Linked DNA regions of Danio rerio: all the other regions are linked to region 1. A link is a contact called in public Hi-C and HiChIP or PLAC-seq data. All regions are on one chromosome and are shown on one strand. The core of a region is the stretch at or near the end of the contact, and the rest is flanking DNA. Distances in the headings are between cores, read along the strand shown. Region 1 holds the start of babam1 (BRISC and BRCA1 A complex member 1). Region 2 holds the start of gamt (guanidinoacetate N-methyltransferase). Region 3 holds the start of ctdspl3 (CTD (carboxy-terminal domain, RNA polymerase II, polypeptide A) small phosphatase like 3).

Region 1 (3,288 bases), core at 167-2,666:
TCGCCGATGCATGTTCAAATCGCAACAATCTATTTAGTTTTAATTAATATTTATATCTATTTAAAATTGATTTAGACAACGCAAGTATACAGATATCTGTTTTCCATGACTTTTCCAAAACTTTGTGGGTGTTTCTGCTTTTTCAAAACTTTTCCAAGCCTGAAAAATGTCATGTCCAACTTCCATGACTTTTCCATGACCCTTTGAACAGTGTGATTTATTTTATCTTTGCCATGATGACGGTAAATAATATTTGACTAGATTTTTTTCAAGACTCTTCTATACAGTTTAAAGTGACATTTAAAGGCTTAACTAGGGTAAATAGGTCAACTAGGCAGGTTAGGGTAATTAGGTAAGCTATTGTATTGTATAACGATTCTTTGTTCTGCAGACTATCCAAAAATATATAGCTTAAAGGGGGCTAATAATTGTGACCTTAAAATGGATTTTAAAAAAATGTGTACTGCTTTTATTCTAGCCAAAATAAAAAAATAACACTTTCTTCAAAAGAAAAAATATTATCAGACATACTGTGAAAATTTCTTTGCTCTATTAAACATGATTTAGAAAATATGAAACAAAAATATTAATAAAAAGCAAAGGGGGGATAATATTTCTGATTTCAACTGTAGCCTTTTATTAGTGGCTTTAAATCTGAAGGTGGGATTTTGCACCCCTTTATCTTCCTTGTTAGGGCTGTTTCCATCTTAACAATGACAGCAACACAACAAATCAGGAAAAACAACAGTAACATGCACAGAAACATCTGTACAGAACACTACTGATATTGAGGCAAAGTTGGTCTTAGTTCAGTGACAACTTGTGACATACAATAACATGCAGGTATGACTTGAAAGCAACTTTAGCACGTTATTTATTTGACTGTGAACAATGTTGTGCTTTGATAGTCATTTGCTGCTGATATGATTTCACTATTTATAATTGCCAGCGAATACTTTTATGAAATTATATTATTATGGAGAACGTCTGAATGTGTAAATATAAAAGCAACTTTACCTCAATTACACTGATCCCTTTCTACAGAAGACGGAATGAGGAGGATGACAGCAAACATTCTAAACGGTTTAAAAAAACACATATTGAATTAGCATTATAACATGGCCATAAAAGGACTGTGTTAAAATACAAAGCTGAAGTGGCATTTTACGAAATAACGTTACATCTGTATAAAACATCAACAGCAGTGAATCAACACTCGTGATTTTTCAAGACATGTATTTAACGCAGGTTAACGATTATAGACCTTTACAGGGAGCAGAAATCAAAACTGTGAAACGACATATAACAATAACTTACCAAACATTAAATGAAAACGAATTTAGTAGTAAAATAATCAAATGCTGTTTTCACAATATTATTCCTCAACACTTCCTTGTTCGATTGTTCGAACCGAGCTGACTGTTAAAGAGTGTTTCGGTCATCAGCGCCTCTTGTGGACTGGAGATTTAGAGGTTTCACGTGCAAGGTAATGATGTAATAATAATGTAATATATAATGGTGTGATTGCATATTACGTTCATTCATTCATTTTCTTTTCAACTTAGTCCCTTTATTAATCCGTAGGAATTAACCGACAACTTATCCAGTATATGTTTTACGCAGCACTCTAAAAAATGTTGAGTTATTTATTTAACCCAATGGTTGAGTTAAACATATTTGGTGCATTGTTGTAGTATTTTTAACCTGTAGGTTATTAATTAATAACTCAACCAGCTGAGTTAAATATTTGGTGCTTTGATGGGTTATTTTTAACCTGTAGGTTATTTATTAATAACTCAACCAGCTGAGTTAAATATTTGGTACTTTGTTATGTTATTTCTAACCTTTATTTGCTTATTTATTTAATAACTCAACCAGTTGGGTTAAAAATGTTAAAATTAAATGTAAAAATTTCAACAGTCAACTGATTTAACTGACACAAAACAGCTGTATTATTATGCGTAACATTGTTTTTGAGTTATAAAGTTTATTTCAGCTGTAACCAGGCCCGGATTAAGAACTCAGGGCCTGGGCACATTATCTTGTAAGGCCCCTACCTGGCCACACCACTATAGCTTAATTAAAGAAATAAGAATAATATAATAATTTTAAATAAAATGAATCTATAATTTGTTGCCCAAATATTTAAATAAATGATATAAACATTTTTAGTCTACAAAGATTTAACTTATTTTTCAAATCACTGAAAAAAAATACTAATAAAACTAGTGAAAATTAATGTCTTTTAGTATACTTGTTCAAGTTCACTGACACAGTACAACATTATATATATTATTTACTGTAATCATGGCAAAGATAAAATAAATCAGTTATTAGAAATGAGTTTAAAACTATTATGTTTAGAAATGTGTTTAAAAAAATCTGTTCTTCGTTACACAGAAATTAGGGAAAAAATAATAGGGGTGCTAATAATTCAGGGGGGCTAATAATTCTGACTTTAACTGTATATGCACAAATATAATATTGTATAGCTTTCTATTAAAATATGAACCTAAAAGATAGATTTGTGAGGGGTGTACTACTATATATGCTGAGCACTGTATCTGTCAACATCTAAAGAAATGTGTTTTTGGGTTTAATTATCCTTTAAAATATATAATAAATTCACATTTAATAAAACATTTAACTTCAGTTTTTTTGAGCTCAGAAACAAACAAACAAACAAACAAACAAACAAACAAACAAACAAACAAACAAACAAACAAACAAACAAACAAACCAACCAACACCAACAAACAAACAAACAAACAAACAAACAAACAAACAAACAAACAAACAAACAAACAAAGGGTCTTTTAAATTTAGAAATGACGATTTCTGTTTGAGGGACTCGCCCCAACACTTCCCCATCATTTGTCCAGCTCTCCCCTGATTGGTTGGCGAGCCAAATCAAAGGTAACCATGGGTCAACTTTGGCCCGCGGGCTCTATATTGGGGATCTCTGCACTGGAGGAAGAGTAAAAAGTGGGTAAATCTTTATTTTGGGTGACATATCGCTTAATGTTAATAATAGAAACACCACATGTGTGTGTACCTGTGAGCGGGTCTGCAGCTGGATATGTCTCCCACCACCCCCTGCAGTGCTGAAGCTGATCTCCGGTGGAGTAGCAATGGAGTTTATTTTTCGCTACATTTTAAGCCACAGGTGAGTGTGTACACGAGAAAAAGTGAATGACATTCGATGACTGCGTTGGGAAAACAGCTAGAGGTGATCATGAAGTAAAATCCCATGACAACATTAACGGAAGTTTTGTTTGTGAGGGGTGA
Region 2 (3,352 bases), core at 161-2,660, 200 kb before region 1:
AGCCCCCAGGGGGCGATCTAACGGCCGAAACCTTCACTCAAACGTAGGCTTGCGGCACACTTGGGATAGCCCTGAAGTAAAGGGTGACTAAATAATGACAGAATTTACATATTTGGATGAACTGCTCCTTTAATGGAAGTAAACAGAAGCGCGCCGTCTAGTGGTGAGTTTGTAAAAAATAATAATGTAATGTAATAAGGTTTTACCAGTACTACTTTTTGTCCTCGCGTGGGGAATTTTTGCACCTGCTTGTGACTTAAGCAAGTGTTCATGTCATATATTAACTGATAACGCATTCTTATCTCACGGTTACGTGGACGTTCACATAGCCTACTTAAGTTTCTACTAATGCGAAGGCGTAGCTGATGAATAATAATTAGGTAATGCCTTTGGGCGCCCAATGGGAAGGTTACAAAAGTCAGCATTTCTGATTAATATTTAGAATACTGCTATACACCCCTCATCTTTTACAGTCTATGTACGCTCCCCGTAGTGAGGGAATCTCTGATGCGATTCATTTTTAGAATCGGCTCTTTCGAACAGATCATTTCGAAATGACTTGGATTTGTTACGTCATCACGTTGTTATGAAAATGCACTAACATTTTTCCAATGAAGTCTTTAAGCTTATATGGGGTTTCAATTACATTTGTCAACACAGTAATTTATTTAAAACTTGTTTAACTTCTCGGCTATTTCGGCTAATTTAATAAATTGATACATCAATGGAAAATTGTACAGACAAATGTACTGATTTTGATGAAAACATAACTTTCTGGGCCATAAAAGCGTTTTAACAGAAATATACAAGCAGAATAAATCCAAGAACAAAAGGTGATTCATTTTTATAACAAAAATGCAGATAGTTTATGTCCAATGAAGTAACAAATATCTTCAGTTCGGATCTGTTGAAGTGCGAACGATTCTCCTGACATGAACGACTCGGTCGAACGATTCAATAAGGAATCGGATCCTCCTTTCTAGTGTCATTCGTAAATTTGCACTTGTGTTATTGAGAAAACGACTCGTTTTAAAGTTTTGACCGACATTATTAAATGTATGCATGTATTAGATATAATATAAAAATGCACCATATTATAGGCTAACTCAGAATTAACATTAACTTACTTTTAGGGTAAAACAAAACATAACACAACTTCAGTGACTCGTGGGGCTGAATCGAGAGATTTGAAGCGAAAATTACCTTTAGACGCCGCGACTGTTGCAAGAGAGTGCATGTACGGAGTTTCCCAGCGCTCCATGACGGGTTTCCCCATGATCTCCAGGTGTGTGTCGGCCGCATTGTAGTCTGCGTTCGCGTCGTGCCACACTTGTTTGCAGTTTTCGCCCTTTGAGAAGATCGGCTGAGCGGCGCTCATGGTGGACTGCTGAATGTAGATTGCAGATGTGCAGATGTGGAGTGGCGTGAACGCGCGGTGGCTGAAGAGGTCGACTCTGCCGGGACTTGAGTGTTATATATTTAAAGAACTGCTGATTGTGCAAGAATCAGTGTAGTCCAACAGTGAGTGTTGATAAGGAGTCCTCTGAGCAGGGGGTTGGTCTTCACATGCAGCACTCTAGACAGCTGGAGCAGACTCTGATTCATGACGGTTAACCCAACAGCTGTAGCTCTCTGTGCTTTACTATTTAAAATGCCTCGATTATGCATACTCACGTGGCTAAAGCATGGCATAGTCAGTGATTGCTGGAGATGATAATCCAGATGCCCTTTGATATTGCTGTGCAAATCTGAGATATTGTCAAAATCTGTGACTCAACATCTGATTTAATAATGAAAATAAAAGCAATAAAATGCACAATATTTGTCAGTAATCTAATATAAACGAGTAAATTAGTTGTTTACTTCCACACGTTAATTGTTTTCCTCCACACGTGATGTCCTGTGGAATATCATGCTGGATAACAGACGTTGTCGAGTTTTGCATAAATTCATTAGTTTTGGTTTTGTCAAGTAAAAAAAGAGTTTGTTTTGTTTTCGACGTTTGTTTGAGTAAAAAGAGCGACTTAAATATATTATATTTAATTTTTTTCTATTATATATCATATACGCTATATAAAGTACTCTATATTAAATTTATTATAACAATTTGTATAATTATTATTATATTATGTTGAAAACAGCATTGTAGATTTTTTTCCAGCTTTCTTTGATGAATAAAAAGTTTAGAAGAGCAGCATTTATCTAGCGTAGAATTTTTTTGTATCATAATAACCATTATTATCATCACTTTTGATCAATTTAAACATCTTTGCCTAACTAGAAGTAATAATTGAACAAAAAATATTTCTGGCTCTTAAATGGTGCGTATACAAAGCTTTTTATTTCAGATAAATGCTGATCTTTCGATTCATTAAATATTACTGATATAAATATTCTGAATAGCTGAATAACTGCTAATAAATATTGATGATGCTAATATATATATATATATATATATATATATATATATATATATATATATATATATATATATATATATATATATATATAATATAATAATTAGGGGCCGACTTAACCAATAAGCAAGAAAAGCAACCAACCAATGCCAAGAAGCCTATATTAATCATCCTGAAGCAATTTTATAATCATATGTAACCAAATCTGTCTATAATCTTTAAGATTTTAACGTTATTATTTTCTAAACCAGAGATCATTCTAAACCAGAGATAATTTCTAAGCCCTGTGAATGGTGAAACTTTCCCTCTGTACTGCACATGCAAATATTAAAATCTAATCACAAGTATGACTAATTAACTGTTTAGTTTGTGAGTTTGCTTTTTATTGTAAATTAAGAAGGTTCCACTTAAAATATATTTTAAACTTGCAGTTTATTAACTAAATCTAGAGAGAAAACAAATATCTGAGAGAGAGAGTGTTTTGAATTTCAATTATAGGGCCCCTAAATCACTAAGTCCGCCGTTGATGATAATAATAAAACCTTTCTTGAGCAGCATATCAGCATTTTTTGGATCATGTGACTGACGTAATGACCCTAAATAATCACAGGAATTAATTACATTTTCAAATATATTTACATTTGAAAAGTGTTTCGCACTTTGCATCAAATAAATACATTTAATAAACTTATAAATTAAGCTTTTTTATCTTTAGTACATTTAAATAGTGAGATGTGTATAGTTGTACTCTCACAGTGCTTTTTAAAATAAAACAGTACTGCCATGTGTGTGTGCGCGAGTAGTTCCAGAAGGCATGCTCAGTATTAACCCTAATCACGTGAGACTGATAATCTAGGTTGAGCAATAGTACAAAGCATGTGGACTTTCTGAACTATTTACGTGCTGGACGCCAAGATTTTTGTCAATATTTCAGT
Region 3 (3,302 bases), core at 636-3,135, 250 kb before region 1:
TATTTTAGGAAATCTTCACACAACAACTGTACCTCTCAGTCTGAGTGCTGAAAACCCGTATGGTAGGATAAAATGACACACCTCAGCACGGATGAAATTGAATTTTGACTTTTTAACCGAAGTTATTTGCCTTTTTATATGTTGTTCGACGCTTCAGTTTGGGTGTTTTCTGTTGTGTTTAAAAAACAAAAAACAAAACAAAAAAAACAGAAAGAGAAATTTCATGTTAAGTTTGTCGTTTCAGAGTTTGCGAAATGTACGCTCGACGTTTACATTTTATAATTGTCAAGTATCATATTTTTCAATGTTTGATTTTTCACAAATCTTCAGCTGTAAACTTAAACATTGAATACAATAAAGTATAATTCTCATGTTATTTTTGTGACGTTTCTTTTTATCTTGACTCCTTTCAGAACTTTGATTAGACTTTTAGACTTCAGTGTGTGTGTATATATATATTGCAAAGTAACAGTGCGTTTAGCAGAGGTGGGAGTAAAGGCTGATTTATACTTCTGCGTCAAACGTCGGCGTATGCTACGGCGCTGACGCACAGCCCTTCGCCGTGGCCGTCGCCGTCGCTGACGTGCACCTCTCAAAAAATGTAACTACACGTCGCAACGACGCATAGCGTAAGCTCTGTGATTGGTCGGCTTGGTAGCGCTGACGAGTCTGGGCGGGACCGAGAGCCGCGCGAATGGCGCGAACGATTGTTTACAAGTGTGGAGTCCCGTGAAGGAGCTCCGGATGGAAAGTTTTGTTTTGTGTTTACCTCATAGTTAAAGTTGCTGCACGTTCGCCGGTTCCTGCCTCAAAATGAGCGAGTTTGAGCCACTTGTACATCCCGGAAGTGTTCAGGAAAAACTAAAAAGCAGAGAAGAAACTCGACACAGAGGAATATTTACACCTCACTGCCAACTAGCGTTTCGGAAGTGTTAATACAGACCGACAGAGACAGCGCGCAGAAGTATAGTATATAGCCTACTGGCTTAGCAAAGAACAACAGGCAGGCAAAATACCAGCGGCCACGAGAAGGGTCTGGCTGCAGACCTGATGCAGTGCAATCTTGGCTGCATCCAATGCTTTTTAATGGGCTCACGTCACCTAACCCTATCCGTCACAGTGACGTCACTAGCTCCATTTGAGTGCATTGTGTCTGACATTGCATCGCTGAGTGATGCAGTCTCAGTTTGCATTATAAAGGCTGCATCCAGATACGATTGGCGGCCACTGTCATTTTAAGAAACAGAACCACTGCAATCAACAAACATGATTTTTTGTTTGTTTGTTCTAATACAATACTGCTTTGATATTGTTTTTTTGTTGTTGTTTACCATATCTCATTAAATGTGACATGCTTCATAAAGGCTTCGAATATAAAGGAATTGAAATGTCATAGTTTGAAAATATATTCATGTTTAAAAACACAGTAAATAGCATTAGTATTAACGTAAGTAGTAAAAAGATAATAAATAAATACATTTAATAATAATAATAAAAACAAATGAAAAAAATCAATAAAAATAAGTCAGAATAAACTACATAAAGCAATCAACATTTATGGATAAAACAGTTATATCAATCAGTATATTTACAATGATTCATATTTAATAATCTTGATCTCTCTCTCTCTCTCTCTTTTTATTTATGAACTTTAAATTGTTATTAATGTGTTACTTCTCTGCTAGTAGCTGTATTGCCTATTTTATAATTATGAATATTTTATATGTCGTATATACTTTTTCGGGGGTATTAATATAATTTTTGGCCATTATTTAAAGAAAAAAAACAATCCTGTCAATGTGACTTCCGCATCACGTTGCGCCGTTGTCTTTTAGAGCTCCGCCCATCGCTTCGGGTTTATGTTCTGATTGGCTAAAGCTCGCTTACGTTTGATTCAGTTTAAACTGGGGTCAGGCTGTCAGGCTGTCTGGAAGTGAAAACGGCGAGATCAAACTGATGATTTAATTCATGGAGATTGATGCGATTCTTGTAATTTTACGGTTTCCCTGAGAGTTTGAAGTCTCCGTGTCTGTTTATCCGGTCTTTTTAAATCAGGATTAAAGGAAAATGAGGCTTCGCTCGAGAACTGTTTTAAACGAAAACACAACGACACCGATTCGCCGCCGCCGAGCCGCTCCGGAGACACCGAGCCGGGAGAACGAGCCGGTCCAGAACCAGGTCAGTCCTGTTGAATTGTACAAAACAAGTGAAAATAAACCAGGATTTGTGTTTAGATGCGATTTATCGTGTGATTTCGTATTCAAAAGGATGTATTTAGGCCTAGTTAGCATAATGCTAACAAGAGATACGGCGAGCGAAATTAAACAACGTTCCTCTGATGATGTTTCATTAAAATATCATTATTAGATATTAATACATGTTGTTGTTCATGCGAATGATGTAGATTTGTGTATATGAACATAGTATTGGATGCTTCTGGTAAGTGTTTTGAGTGCTGTCCCACATATGTTTAGAGGCGGAGCCTATTCTCACTGATTGTCCAATAGGATTCCACTATTTAGAAAGGTATTTGGGAAGATCCATCTCGACCAATCAGCTTCTCTGTGTATTGGCGCTGAAGAAGCACATGGAAGTGTTTTTGTCATTAACACCAGAAATAGTACAGAATAAATGCAGTTAACAGGTTTTGTATGGGTCCTGGAAATCCTTGAAAATAGTTTAGTTTAATAATATAGTGTTTTCTCGTTTTAAAAATGCATATATTTTGCCCTAAGTGCTTTTTAATTGTTAATGAATGGGTATTAATAATTAAATTGGACACTTAAAAAAATAACTGATGTGAACGTAAAATAAAAGGTCTAAAATAGTGTAAATTATTGATATAATTAGTAGAAAGTAATTAGTTGCTTTAACTCATTTTTAAAAAGTAGTTTGAACAAACAGCAAACATCTTTTCTCGGTGTACTATTTTTTCTGGACCCTTTGCATAAACAGTGGGAGAAATCAAAATGCTTTGAGAACACCACCTCATTTGTAAACAATGGATGAATTTAAAATAAAAATAAATTTAAGAGGAAAATTAAATTACACATTCAAGATGTGAGCAAATAATGGCATTTAGGAGAGTAGATGACAGTAATTCAGTGTTGAGGCAAACCTTCTGTAAAAACTTTCCTGATAGTGTTCTGTATAATATACTACTCTAACAAACACCATCCGACATAATGTAATAAAGTATGTAAATGTGTCATTTTTATGAAAAAGTTTGAAAATCCATATGGGAAGTGCTTAAATTTGACTCTGTATTAATGATTTATGTTTTGTTTTTAAGTCCAAACCTA

Evidence for each region. A called contact is a pair of places that touch in the nucleus more often than the background predicts. HiChIP or PLAC-seq counts read pairs in DNA pulled down with a chosen protein or histone mark.
Region 2: a Hi-C map of hematopoietic stem cells shows a contact between it and region 1, with 2.7 times the contacts expected there. The contact joins the promoter of gamt here to the promoter of babam1 in region 1. A contact is called at or near these places in 3 of 18 Hi-C or Micro-C datasets (caudal fin, hematopoietic stem cells and an unstated tissue) and 1 of 4 datasets of contacts at active chromatin or transcription factors (embryo).
Region 3: an H3K4me3 HiChIP or PLAC-seq map of embryo shows a contact between it and region 1, with 2.7 times the contacts expected there. The contact joins the promoter of ctdspl3 here to the promoter of babam1 in region 1. A contact is called at or near these places in 1 of 18 Hi-C or Micro-C datasets (an unstated tissue) and 1 of 4 datasets of contacts at active chromatin or transcription factors (embryo).

What each region holds. Positions count from the first base shown.
Region 1 is chr11:6,194,245-6,197,532 of GRCz12tu, forward strand. babam1 (BRISC and BRCA1 A complex member 1) reads right to left here and starts at 1,417. Exons shown (of 10, transcript NM_001003752.2): 1 at 1,318-1,417; 2 at 1,018-1,076. The region is part of intron 1 of LOC141376513; the gene reads left to right.
Region 2 is chr11:5,990,971-5,994,322 of GRCz12tu, forward strand. gamt (guanidinoacetate N-methyltransferase) reads right to left here and starts at 1,411. Exons shown (of 6, transcript NM_001105595.1): 1 at 1,204-1,411. The coding sequence starts at 1,378.
Region 3 is chr11:5,942,197-5,945,498 of GRCz12tu, forward strand. ctdspl3 (CTD (carboxy-terminal domain, RNA polymerase II, polypeptide A) small phosphatase like 3) reads left to right here and starts at 1,886. Exons shown (of 11, transcript XM_021479700.2): 1 at 1,886-2,178. The coding sequence starts at 2,068.